Regions from separate parts of the Danio rerio genome. Here region 2 is linked to region 1. The links are chromatin contacts, called in public HiChIP or PLAC-seq maps. All regions are on one chromosome and are shown on one strand. Each heading gives the region's core, a stretch centred on a gene start, on an enhancer-like site or on the middle of the called end of the contact. The rest is flanking DNA. Distances are from core to core; before and after follow the strand shown.

Region 1 (6,108 bases), core at 1,896-4,395:
AACTTTCAGAAGGTACCAAAAAGCCTACTGTACCATACCACCCAGTGGAAACAGCCAAAATTATTTGGGAATTAAACATATGCTGTGGGCAAATGGAAGAAGGCATAGGGAAGCACATTTTTTGTTGATTATACTCAAATGTTTTTTGTAATGCTTTAAATACACTGGATCGTGGGAACTTTGCCATGACATAGGAAACTTTTTGTAGGTTTAAAAAAATTCAAGACGCTAGCATAAAGAATGATTGATGCGCCACTAAAGGTATTTCCTCTCTCAGCTCCAGCGGTTGTAGTTTATTTCTTTAGCCACTCACTGGTGTTGTTTGGTTTTCTTACACCATGCATTACTGCTGCTAAACGACACAAAGTCATGAATGGAGCTGCGTCAGGTTATAGCAGCTCACCCACTCAAAGCCATTCAGTGGGGTTATCTGGGGTCAAACATGCCCTAAAGCAATTGGTTTTACTGCAATGCAACAGCCTGGTTCATTTGTAGAGGTGTAATGGTGTTATTTCTTTATCATATCCCACAGGAAACGGGTATCTAAGATTAGGGAATTTTTTTACTCAATAAAGATTAACAATCTGTTTGATATGCATTACAGTTTTTCTCAGTGGCTTTAGTATATTTCTCAGATCAGAATTGAAACTCAAAACTACCTGTTCAATCTTCAGATCATTGATTAACTTGTGCACATCAATAAAGCAGTTTCTCATTTCTTTGAAATGTCTATGCAAATGATTACCTACAATTCTTTGCTGTTTCCTACATTATAAATTGCTTGTGTCATGTTGATCAGAATTTGCCATTGGTACGAGTTGTTTTGAGAAATGCACTTACTGTTTTGCAAATGGTTTAAGAAATGTACTAAAGCCTTATTCATCATTTAAATTTTTGGCATTGCGTAAACACTTTTAATGGCACTTCAAATCAAAATCTTCCGCGTTTTAGATTTTCTATGAAAGCATGTAGTCTGATTTTATGAAAAGAATGTTGCTGCTACAGTAAAATAAAAATACAGAAAAGAAAAAGGATTAATGAAACATTTTTGCAGAAGTAGATGGAGCATTGTCTAAAATTAACTTAAGCTTTGAAGCTAAATTTACTTTCACAGAGATGTTTTAAAACTGAACACATGTGCAGTTGAGAAAGGTTTAGACTTTTTAATGTTGTGCAGAGAATTCGTAGAGAAAAACGATGTATGTATGGGTGCGGCCGATGAAGGACTGGAGAATGATTGACAAGTGACGAATTTCACAAAACTCCACCTTTTAGTATCAACTGCCCATATAAGTTAAAGTCTGTGCGCAGCTCCTGAATGTACATTTTCATTGCATTGAGGATAACAAAATTCTGTAAATCGAATTATTCATTTGTATACAATAAATTGCTAATATGTGAAACCTTAAAGAAAAACCACCATTGATCTTTTTTTTTTTTAAACACGCATGGAATTGATTATTCCAACACTTACAAGTGTCTCTTTATTTTGTTATCGAGAAAAAGGTTTGCGGTGTATATTTGTATGTAAACCAACAATTTGCTCCAGAGATATTTCCATTGCCATTTTATATAAAGAACAAATAAGTCTAACATGAGTATATTGAATCACATTCATAAATGCGCATGGATGCAAGCTCAAGCAATAAGTGGCTGCAGTTCACATAATAGCCACTGTCACTAATAACAAAGTTTCTTCGATCTCACATAATTTTGATGGTTCGTTTGTTAAATTTAAGTCACATTGCATCTACATGCCAACTAATTATCATTAGATTATAAGTAGAATGTTAGGGCTAGTGTAAGTTGACATGTACTTGCAAAATTTTTTTATAGTCAGTTAAATGTCTGTTGAAGGAGCAGTATCAACAGATATTAAGCAGACAGTCTACTAATACTCAAATGGACAATCACAATTAAGTGTTACCTTTTCTTTATATACTCTTGCCTTCTGTAGAACCTTCAGTTCTAAATCTAGTTAATTACACTCCAAAACAAGCGTTTATTTATACAGTAAACAAAAACTACCCCCACAACAAGCGGTCAGAGACTGTTAACAGATGGTTCATGGAATTCAAGTCCTGAACTCTCAGGAGTGAAAGAACAGCCAAGGATTACAGTATAGTTACTGTCTGCTTTCATAAGATAGTGTATTAAATAAATACTGTTATAATGCTATTACAAACAATGCAAAATAATACAATGCAAAGTTTATTGTAGCCTGTACATCTAAGCTTTTCGTCACAAATGAAAACTGTTTACTGCCAAACAAAAAAAAATCCACCATCTGGATTCTTTGGATTTAATAAAAGCATTTCAGTCTTGGTGCAATAGGAAGTGACATTTGACTGCGGGCTGTCTAGAGTCAGTACCAATGCTTCTTTTGGATCACTCCATTGTCACTCTCAGCATTATTAAAAGTATAAAATATAAACATCTATATTTAATAGTTAGTAATAAATAAAGTAAACACAAATTCTAACTTTGTCACCATGTGTAATTTGTAATGTATAATACTAAAATGAAACTATAAAAAAGATAATACTGTTGGAATATCTATCTCTATTCCATGCGTGTTCAAGAGAAAAGGTCTGGAGAGGTTTTTCTTCAATGTCAAAAATCGTAACAATTTATTGGATACAAATGAATAATTCGATGACAGAGCTCTGGGTTACGTTACCCCAATGCAATACAAGAATTACATTCAAGAGGTTCGCAACTAACATATATTTCCTGACTTCAGCATATATACACCACCGATCTTAACAGGTGGAGTTTTGGTGTAACGTCACTTGTCAGTCATTGTTCAGTCCTTGGCCGCCCCTTCGGCATACTTCCTCTTTTTCTATGAATTCTCTGCCCAACAACAAAGTATACATCTTTCTGTGTTCTGTGTTCAGTTTTAACACCTCTCTTCAGACAGGAAGTTTCTGCAGAGCTGAATTTAATTTTGGACCCGCATCTATCTACTTCTGCAAAAATGGTAATTAGTATGCACAGCACTCACCCACAACATTAGAAGTTCAGTTAATATATGACCCTTACATGACCAATACAAATAATTGTTTGATTAAAAGTAAAGAGACAAAAAATAATAAAAAATGGTTCCTATTATTCAATAATACCAAAGAAGAACTACCTTTTGCTGGTTAATTGTGTGCCATAGTGAGCAGTGAACTGCTGAGACGTTGTGCTGTTGGACCTGATCATCTTTCATCATTCCACATTAGTGGAATTACTGGACAGGTGATGACAGTGCAGGCTGCTTGTTTGGGAACAAAGCTGAAATTGTCTGTGTCTGCTTATACTCCCCTGAGCCAAATGCTATAAATCTGTCACCACCTGGAATCAATATACAGTATTGGTGTGTTAGTGGGATTGTTATGTTTCTATGGAAATGGTTCCAAAACGTGTTTTTTTCTTCTTGATTTTGTTTATTGCAGATGAATTGTAGACCTAGGTTCTGACATGAGATGAACCCAAAACAGTTGGCAGAAGTGACTAAATAGCAGTCTGTGGAGGGATTTCCGAAAGAAAAGTTCATTTGAGGATGAGGAACAAGTACGCAATCATCATCATCTGCATTGTGGCACTTGTCATCATTGAAAAGGAAAACAATATTATTTCAAGGTGAGAGTTTGTTGGAATAAATAAATATGGGTTCATCAGTTTAAGGGGTTTTACATTTATTTCTTTGATTCAATAATTGCAGGGTCTCAGACAAGCTGACTCTCCGACGGACGCAGGAGCATCCAGTGCCCTACAATGCTTCCAATACTCTGGTAGCAACAGGGTACAACAGTTCCTATCTAGAGAGCATATATGGTAAAAATGGCAGTCAAGCAGGCCGAAAGCACATCCTCCTAATGGCCACAACACGGACAGGATCTTCCTTTGTGGGCGAGTTCTTTAACCAACAGGGCGACAACATGTTTTACCTCTTCGAACCACTCTGGCATGTGGAGAGGATGCTATCTATTGGCTCGAGTGGCACAAATGGCAGCATGTCTGTTTGGATGTACAGGGACGTCCTGCAGCATCTTTTCCTGTGCAACTTCTCAATGTTGGAGCGCTTCATCAGTCCTCCTCCGCGGGATCACGTTACCCCTTCCCTGTTTCGCAGAGAGTCCAGCAAAGCCCTCTGTGAGGAGCAAGTTTGCTCTCCAGTCGTAAAGTACATTTTTGAGAGATACCATTGCAAGACAAGACGTTGTGGGCCTCTTAATTTGACCATGGCGTCCGAGGCTTGTCTAGCAAAACATCACAGGGTGATCAAAACAGTTAGAGTACGTCAACTAGACACACTCCGTTCTCTAGTAGAGGACCCTCGGCTGGATGTCAAACTCATACAGCTTGTGCGAGACCCTCGAGCTATCCTGGCTTCGAGGATGGTGGCGTTTGCTGGCAAGTACCAGAACTGGAAAAGTTGGGCTGTCAATGGGGAAGTGCCAATAGAGGATGAAGAGGTTAAGCGTCTTGAAGGAAATTGTAACAATATCCGAATCTCCGCCGAGCTGGGCTTAAGTCAACCCAAATGGTTGAAAAAACGCTATATGTTGGTACGTTATGAGGATATCGCCCGGTACCCCATGCAGAAAGCAGCAGAAATGTACAATTTCACAGGCATCCCGATGACGACACAAGCAAGGGACTGGATCCTCAAGAACACACACGCATCAGAAGCAAACGGAGTCTATTCAACCCAAAAAAACTCTTCAGAACAAGTGGAGAAATGGCGGCTCAGTATACCATTCAAACTTGCACAAGTTGTACAAAAAGTCTGTGGACCGACCATGAAACTTTTTGGGTACAGGTTTATAGACAGTGAACAAACACTTTTAAACAAATCTTTCAGTGTGCTGGAAGAAAAGCAATTCATTTAGTCCTGAATTGTTTTTGAATTGGTTAAGGAAAACCAAGCATGAATTGCTATATGCATAGCAGACACACACTGGCACAATGTAGCACACTGGGACATTGCTTAAGTCCAAAGTATACTTCATTTTTATATATGCTTGCGGGGCAGGGCTCCAGACTAACTTTTGAGAGCAGTGGCACTGGTGCTGCTAAGCTCTACAGATAATGACACAAACACCAGATTTGTTAGTGCTGCATGTAATTGTAATTACAAGTTTTGTCTCTTAGAAATACACATTTAACAGTAGACTGAGTTAAGAGCTAAAATCCAGATATACACAGTATATATTTTCATAAATGAAGTACATTCTATAAAAATGCAATAGATTCAACTTATTTATTTGTTGATTACAATGACCACAAGTACCATTTAACAACCTCACTTCCTTACCAAGTGGTCTAAATTTTGGATATGTGCATAATAAAAAGGTTGATGAAAACACCAAGATGCGCATAAATTTTGAAAATGTGCATAAAAAACATGTGCATAACTGAGAAGGATAAACTTTTTATTCGATAAGAAACGATGCGCATAAACTATGATGAAAACACTTTTACCGAACAAATTCCAGTATGTGCATTAAAAAAGGTCATGTGATTTTGTTATAAGAGATAAAAACCAGCAGGCTGAGCACATTGTAAAACATCTAAAATGTTGTTTTGGTCATTCTAAAATGGTGTAACCGTTTCTGTATTAGTGTAATTAGTTTTACTGCTTGTCAGGATTGTCTTCTGAGGCACAAGTCATTTATCAAATGAAGAAAAGATTCACGCGGCTTCTCCTACCGCAGCAAATTCCATTTTTACTGTTTTTTTTAAAAGTTAATCAGGAAGTGACGATTTTGTTCACTTTACTACTTGGATTGAAACGGTACTTTATTCGCACGTCTTTTTACTTCCGCATTACCCCTGTATTACACATAAAGTTAATTAGCATTATAGGATGGAAACATAGCTATTGGCAAATTTGTTTAACATTTGGTTTCATAGTATAGTTCAAACTTAACCCTTCTCCCTTTATTTAACAGTCAACATTTATTCGACGGGTCAAAACACATTCCTTCTATCTCATGCTGTGCTGCCTTTGAAACTAAGTTAAAAAATAGTCAGTGCACATAAAAAATTCGGTTTTATTTAGATTTTGGTGCAATGTATCTCATGCATAATGTCATTCTTTATCAGTCTAGCAAA
Region 2 (5,753 bases), core at 1,078-3,577, 410 kb after region 1:
TCTCTTCTTTACCCTTTATATGTGTGCTAACAGATGCTGACATATATGAGGGCATTATTGAAAAAAACAACAACATGGATACACTCGCTACTACAAACAGACCAGTAACTGACATTTTTAACTCTTTAATTATTTGACTATTCTGCTTAATATTTAATCTACAAATAAATAACATCCTTTGCTAGGAATTAGGACACAACAATGCCATTACACCACAAAGCATTTATCAGAGTTAAATAGATACGGCTGCTCAAGTGAAAACGCTCCATCAGTCAAATCCAAAAGAGAAATAAACACATTGCAACAATCTACACTGCAAATAACTTATATGACTACAATCATAATGCAAATGCACAATTAAACACAAAACGTAGTAGCAAATCTAATGCTAATAAAATTTTAAAGCATATTTCATGTAAAATATTTTTTGCTAAACATATTCATAATTACTTTTATTGTTATAGTTTAATTGACACCATAGAGGTTGACACCAATATAAATTTATGTAAATAAAAAATCAATGTGTAATATATTTTAAAAATATTACAACAATCATCATTATTACAAAAGGGGTATTAGAGGTTAAGACAGTGATTTAAAAAATACTACAAATATCATAATCATCTCTAACATTTAAGTGCACATTTTGTTCATGTATAAGATGTTTTATTTATGAATTTTAATATGGTGTTATTTGGTTCTATTGCTATAGTTAAATGTCTAACTATTACTAAAGTAGATGTGAAAATAAATAGTTCTAGAAGTATTGTTTATTTCACATGTACATACAGCGCTTAGCATATACGAGTGAACCCTTCTCCCACCCCCACAAATCTCTCATTTAAATTACTAATTTTCTATAGCATGCCTTACAATATCATATTTGTGCAAATACATAAGTTTAGTCAGTACTGAAACCAAATCTGGAGCTAATCTAACAAAATAACTAATAATTATGGTTCAAAAATTAGTAGTTCAAATTTAAAAATTATTTTAAAAGTAGCAAAAATAAAGAGAAACAAAAAATATATACAATTTAGTTGAAATGTTGTAGTTTGTAATTTGTTTTATTTTTTGCAATATTTTGCATTAATTTAAATGTATCTTTCCATTTCTAAAGATGTTCTGTGACTAAAATATTCGTTTAATAAATATATCTGCTTAATAAATCTGTTTTATTCAAATGCAGCAATATTTATAACTCATATTCACTGAGAAAGAGATAAAAATATTTATTTTTAAAATATGGTGTACTCCAATAACATGAAAACTGTGCATTAAACTTTATTTAGTCTTTACTTGCTATTGGTAACAATAAAAAAAAATGCCTCAAGCAACTTTGGTCTTTGATTGTGGATGATATGTGGCATAAAACAAATGTTCTATTAAAATATATTGCAATTAGTCAGCATAACAATCATCACACTATTACTTTCCAATTATCTAAAGAAGCACAAAATAATGCAAAAAACATTCATGTGATGCATCAGCAGGTAGAAACAAACTATTTCCCAAGGTATTCTCCAAGGTAGTGTGGATCTCGACTATAGACATAACGCCTAATACGCAGTATCCTACAGCAGGACAGTGTATAGGTAGGATAAAATGCTTTCGTCGACTCTCTGAATGCAATCAAAACAGTGACACGAGGGTGTGTTTACATTAAAGCGGACGTGACGTCGTAGGTTTTGAACCTCAGCGACCGCGCGTAGGGCTAATGAATTAGCTAAACGTTTTACGATTTATTGTCAGCTTGCCAACACAGGCTGTCGATTTGTACATCAGGATTTTTTAAATTCTTGTTTTCCATCAGTGCGGTTTCATCCAGAGGTGAGGTGCACATCGAGAGGCCTTTTGCGCATGTTACATGACTATGCTAAGTTAGCCATCGGCTACCCCACTGAGCACAGATAAACAAACCGTGCTACCAGTATCACATGTGTCTATCTGACTATTAGAGAACGGATGTCAAATATCTACTGTATTTCTAAAATGTTATCTACAAAACCGCGTCTTTAAACGCGTTATTAAAAAGCCGGCTGCTTTTCCACAGTTTGTGGAGATCGCCTGCAAAACAAACCGTGTTTAGACTAACGTTACTTACTGTCTTTCCAATACATATAACACTTTAAAACTACACGAAATCTGCATACAGTTTGTTTAAATGCCGCACAACAAACCGTGTTTAGATTGTTTGGACTTTGCATGAGAAAGTAGTTGGATGCAAGTTTTTGCAGGATATGAAACTGTCATTAACTCTAACGTTATTCGACTACTGTTCAACTTCACGTTGATATGTTATATAATCGCATATTGTGCATTTCCAACACGCTGTTGCGGTATAATTGTCGTGTTAGTTTGGTTTGACAATGTACTTACCTCTCACGTGGATCTCTGACCAACTGTTACTCCCTGTTGTTGACTCTTCTCGTTTTTTTATCCAAATGCAGGCAGGATGGATCTCCAAAAAATAATCCACGACGCGCTGTACGACTTCATTTTGTCATATATTCCTCACGCCGATCTGAGGTGAGGGCGTGTCACTTCGTACGTTTAATGAAAGGTTTTTCCGTTATTTTGTGTGTGGAAAAATAACGTCTGTTTTGTTTAAAACAGTACTCTGGATGATGTCATTCTGTCTTACATCACCGGGGTGCTGGAAGATTTGGGGTCTCAAGAAAGTGTCGAGGAAAACTTTGATGTAGAGGTGTTTGTTGAAATGCTGGAGGCCTACATCCCTGGTTTCTCTGATATCGACAGGTAATTTGGGAAAATGACTTGTAAATGTAGAACTACTGAGATTTACAATATTTTGCCATTACAATTTGATGCGTTTGACTATTTAATGTTTGTCTTGAAGTGTCAAAGTTTGCGAGATGATGTTTAATCTGGCAGCGAAGTTGACTTCAGCCAGGGACACAGGTAATTTCCTCTTTTTCATCAATAAAACAGTAATAATATTTATTATTATAATAAAGCTTTTGAATTATATCAAGATATTGAGGTAAAGTTGGTTATGTATTTGTAAATTCGTTCATTTTATCCCTATATAGTTTACCACACCAATTTGAATATTTGATCTTATGTCACATTAAAGTATGACTTCCAAACAGCAATAACACTATAAAGTTAACTATGAACAATGTTGTACATTAATAGTTCATGGCTGCTTATATTATTTCTCTGTTTATAATTTACAAATAATTCATTAATTCGATTTCTTTTTGGCTTAGTCCTATTAATTATCTGGGGTTGCCACAGTGGAATGAACTGCCAACTTATCCAGCATATGTTTTACGCAGCAGATGCCCTTCCAGCTGCAACCTATCACTGGGAAACACATTTACACTCTCACATTCACACACATACACTACGGACAATTTAGCTTACCCGATTCACCTATTCTCTGCATATGAGTGGGTGTAGCCATTTGAATCTTTTTGGCTCGAGACCTCCAGTCTCATTCACTTCCATTAATTTTTAGAGGTTAAAAGCAGCTCGTTATGCTACTTGATGTTGCAAACTGATCCTTTCTTATTTTATTATTCTACTTTTTATGTATCGTAATGCAAACACTTGTTTGTAGAGCGAGTAGTTGGATCGTTTTCTGCCGTTTATTATTCCTAGTCATTTCTCCCATAGGCAACTGAATCTGAAGTTCTAAAACTATCACAAAAACGAGCGCACTTCCGCATTGAAGAATAAGGTCAATAGCGCATGTCTTCGTACTTCTTGGGGAACACAGAGCACCCAGAGGAAATCCACGTGAACACGGGGAGAACATGCAAACTCCACACCGAAATGCCAACTGATTAAGTCGAGGCTCGAACCAGCGACCTTCTTGCTGTGAGGCAATTGTGCTACCCACTGCGCCACCGTGATGCCCAATTTGTAAATAATACTTTTCTGAAATTATATAAGGAGAGAGTCTGAGTGTGCAAATATAAAACCAACTTTACCTCAGTGATGGTGATCACCATCTTCCCTCTGTAGACATTTAAGAATTGTTTTTAAAATATTCTGTTGAAATGCAAAAAAGCATTATTTTATTAAAAATCTGCTAATTTGCATACATCTCTAGTAAACACTGATCAACGCGATGTTTGAAATTCTTGTTTTCCTTTCATTTATATATTGACATGTATAAATGTAAAATCATTTTACAGTCACTACATAAATCAGAAACTGAAATACTCTGATCAGACAGCAAAAAATGTTTATAGAATGTCTATAATCAGGCAAAATTTGCATGAACATTATTTTATTAAAAACTGCAGATCGATATGAATAAAACTAAAGTTTGGTAAATTGAAGATTTATCAAAAACAAAACACACTTTTGAGAAAACAACAATAATAAATATGTATTATAATTGAAATGTAGACACAGACTGATAATGTGCAACCAAAAAACTTTTGAAAGTGTATTTTGGATGTTTTCTTTCCATTGGATTAAAAACGCTATTTAAAAAACCTTAAATCTGAGTTGACAGGTGGATGAAAATGTGTAGTCTCAATGTAAAACATGAAGCTGTTGCGCTTTACAATAGTACTAGAAAACATCCTGCACATTGATTTATAATCTTTGCTTTGTGTGAGTAAGAATCAGGAGAGATGAAAATCGAGGAAGGTAAATTTCCCCTCTCAGAAAGCTGTGATTTATCCCTCGGCGGTTCCAGAGAGAAGACACACAACCTTACTTTACAAGCAGAGGGAGCCACAGCTCAGGTATTGGCCTCATTTTGGCCTTTCATTTTGTGCAACATCCTGGCAGACTGATTAACATGTGTTTGGGAATGTTTGTTCAGGTTAGTGAATCTTCATGGGATAACCAGGAGCAACATCTTCTTGAGATGTTTCCTAAATGCAGTGTGACTGAGGCCAGAAGTGCATTGTCCATTGCTAAAGGAGACATGGAGGAAGCCGTTCGTCTCATTATTGAGGGAGATGTCCAGCTTAAGTGCCCTCCGTCTCTCAGTGTGAGTTCACTAGAGAAGTTCACTTAATTAAAGATGTTTACCCACAGTAATTGGTTAGAGATTAAATGATCTACACTGGCTAATTAAGTCCTATTAATAATTAAGGGTATGTTTATGAAACGGGTTCTTTCTGCTCACCAATATTGCATTTATATAATTTAAAATATATTTTTCTTACAATGTTAATATTTTTACTATTGTAATATACTTTAGAACAGAGATGCCCAAACTAGGGCGCGCTGGCCTAATTTGGCCCATGGTAACGTATGATTTGGTCTGCCATCCCTTCTGAGAAGAGAGTGTGAATTTTGGGGGTTAATGCCTTTTAATACACATTGTCATTTCAAATTTAACATAAACTTTCGTTTGTTAGTTTGTTACGACAAAAAAATTAACTGTTTTGAATGAATCCATTAAAAAAAAAAATAAACAAATAAAATAAAAAATGAACACTGTTGCTCAATGTATAGACCACAATTCAGAAGTTCTCGGTAAGCAAATCAAGGCAAAGGCAGATGCAGCTTGACTAGGGTATTCAGCATTAAACTCCATTGTGTTATAATAAGAATTCCTGTTGTTTTCTTTATAATAGGTTAAAAATATAATGTATTAGTTAATATGATTAGAGTAATTTATTCTGAAGTAAATGATAAAATCTCTATGGCAATATTGTAATATTTTGAGATAATTAAAACTGTTTGATATATTTTAATATTGTAACAGTTTGATAATTGTTTTTTATTTTAAAATACTTATTATATATTAAGTTTGGTTT

What was found. HiChIP or PLAC-seq counts read pairs in DNA pulled down with a chosen protein or histone mark.
Region 2: an H3K4me3 HiChIP or PLAC-seq map of embryo shows a contact between it and region 1, with 7 times the contacts expected there. The contact joins the promoter of cuedc2 here to the promoter of chst3a in region 1. A contact is called at or near these places in 3 of 18 Hi-C or Micro-C datasets (caudal fin and embryo) and 1 of 4 datasets of contacts at active chromatin or transcription factors (embryo).

The regions. Positions count from the first base shown.
Region 1 is chr13:32,905,012-32,911,119 of GRCz12tu, forward strand. It overlaps chst3a (carbohydrate (chondroitin 6) sulfotransferase 3a), which reads left to right and starts at 3,146. Exons shown (of 3, transcript NM_001145571.1): 1 at 3,146-3,246; 2 at 3,444-3,630; 3 at 3,713-4,883. The coding sequence starts at 3,551. The coding sequence ends at 4,883. It also overlaps a transcript of cdhr1a not described here.
Region 2 is chr13:33,316,677-33,322,429 of GRCz12tu, forward strand. It overlaps cuedc2 (CUE domain containing 2), which reads left to right and starts at 2,328. Exons shown (of 8, transcript NM_001017994.2): 1 at 2,328-2,529; 2 at 2,617-2,760; 3 at 2,861-2,922; 4 at 4,603-4,727; 5 at 4,808-4,978. The coding sequence starts at 2,456.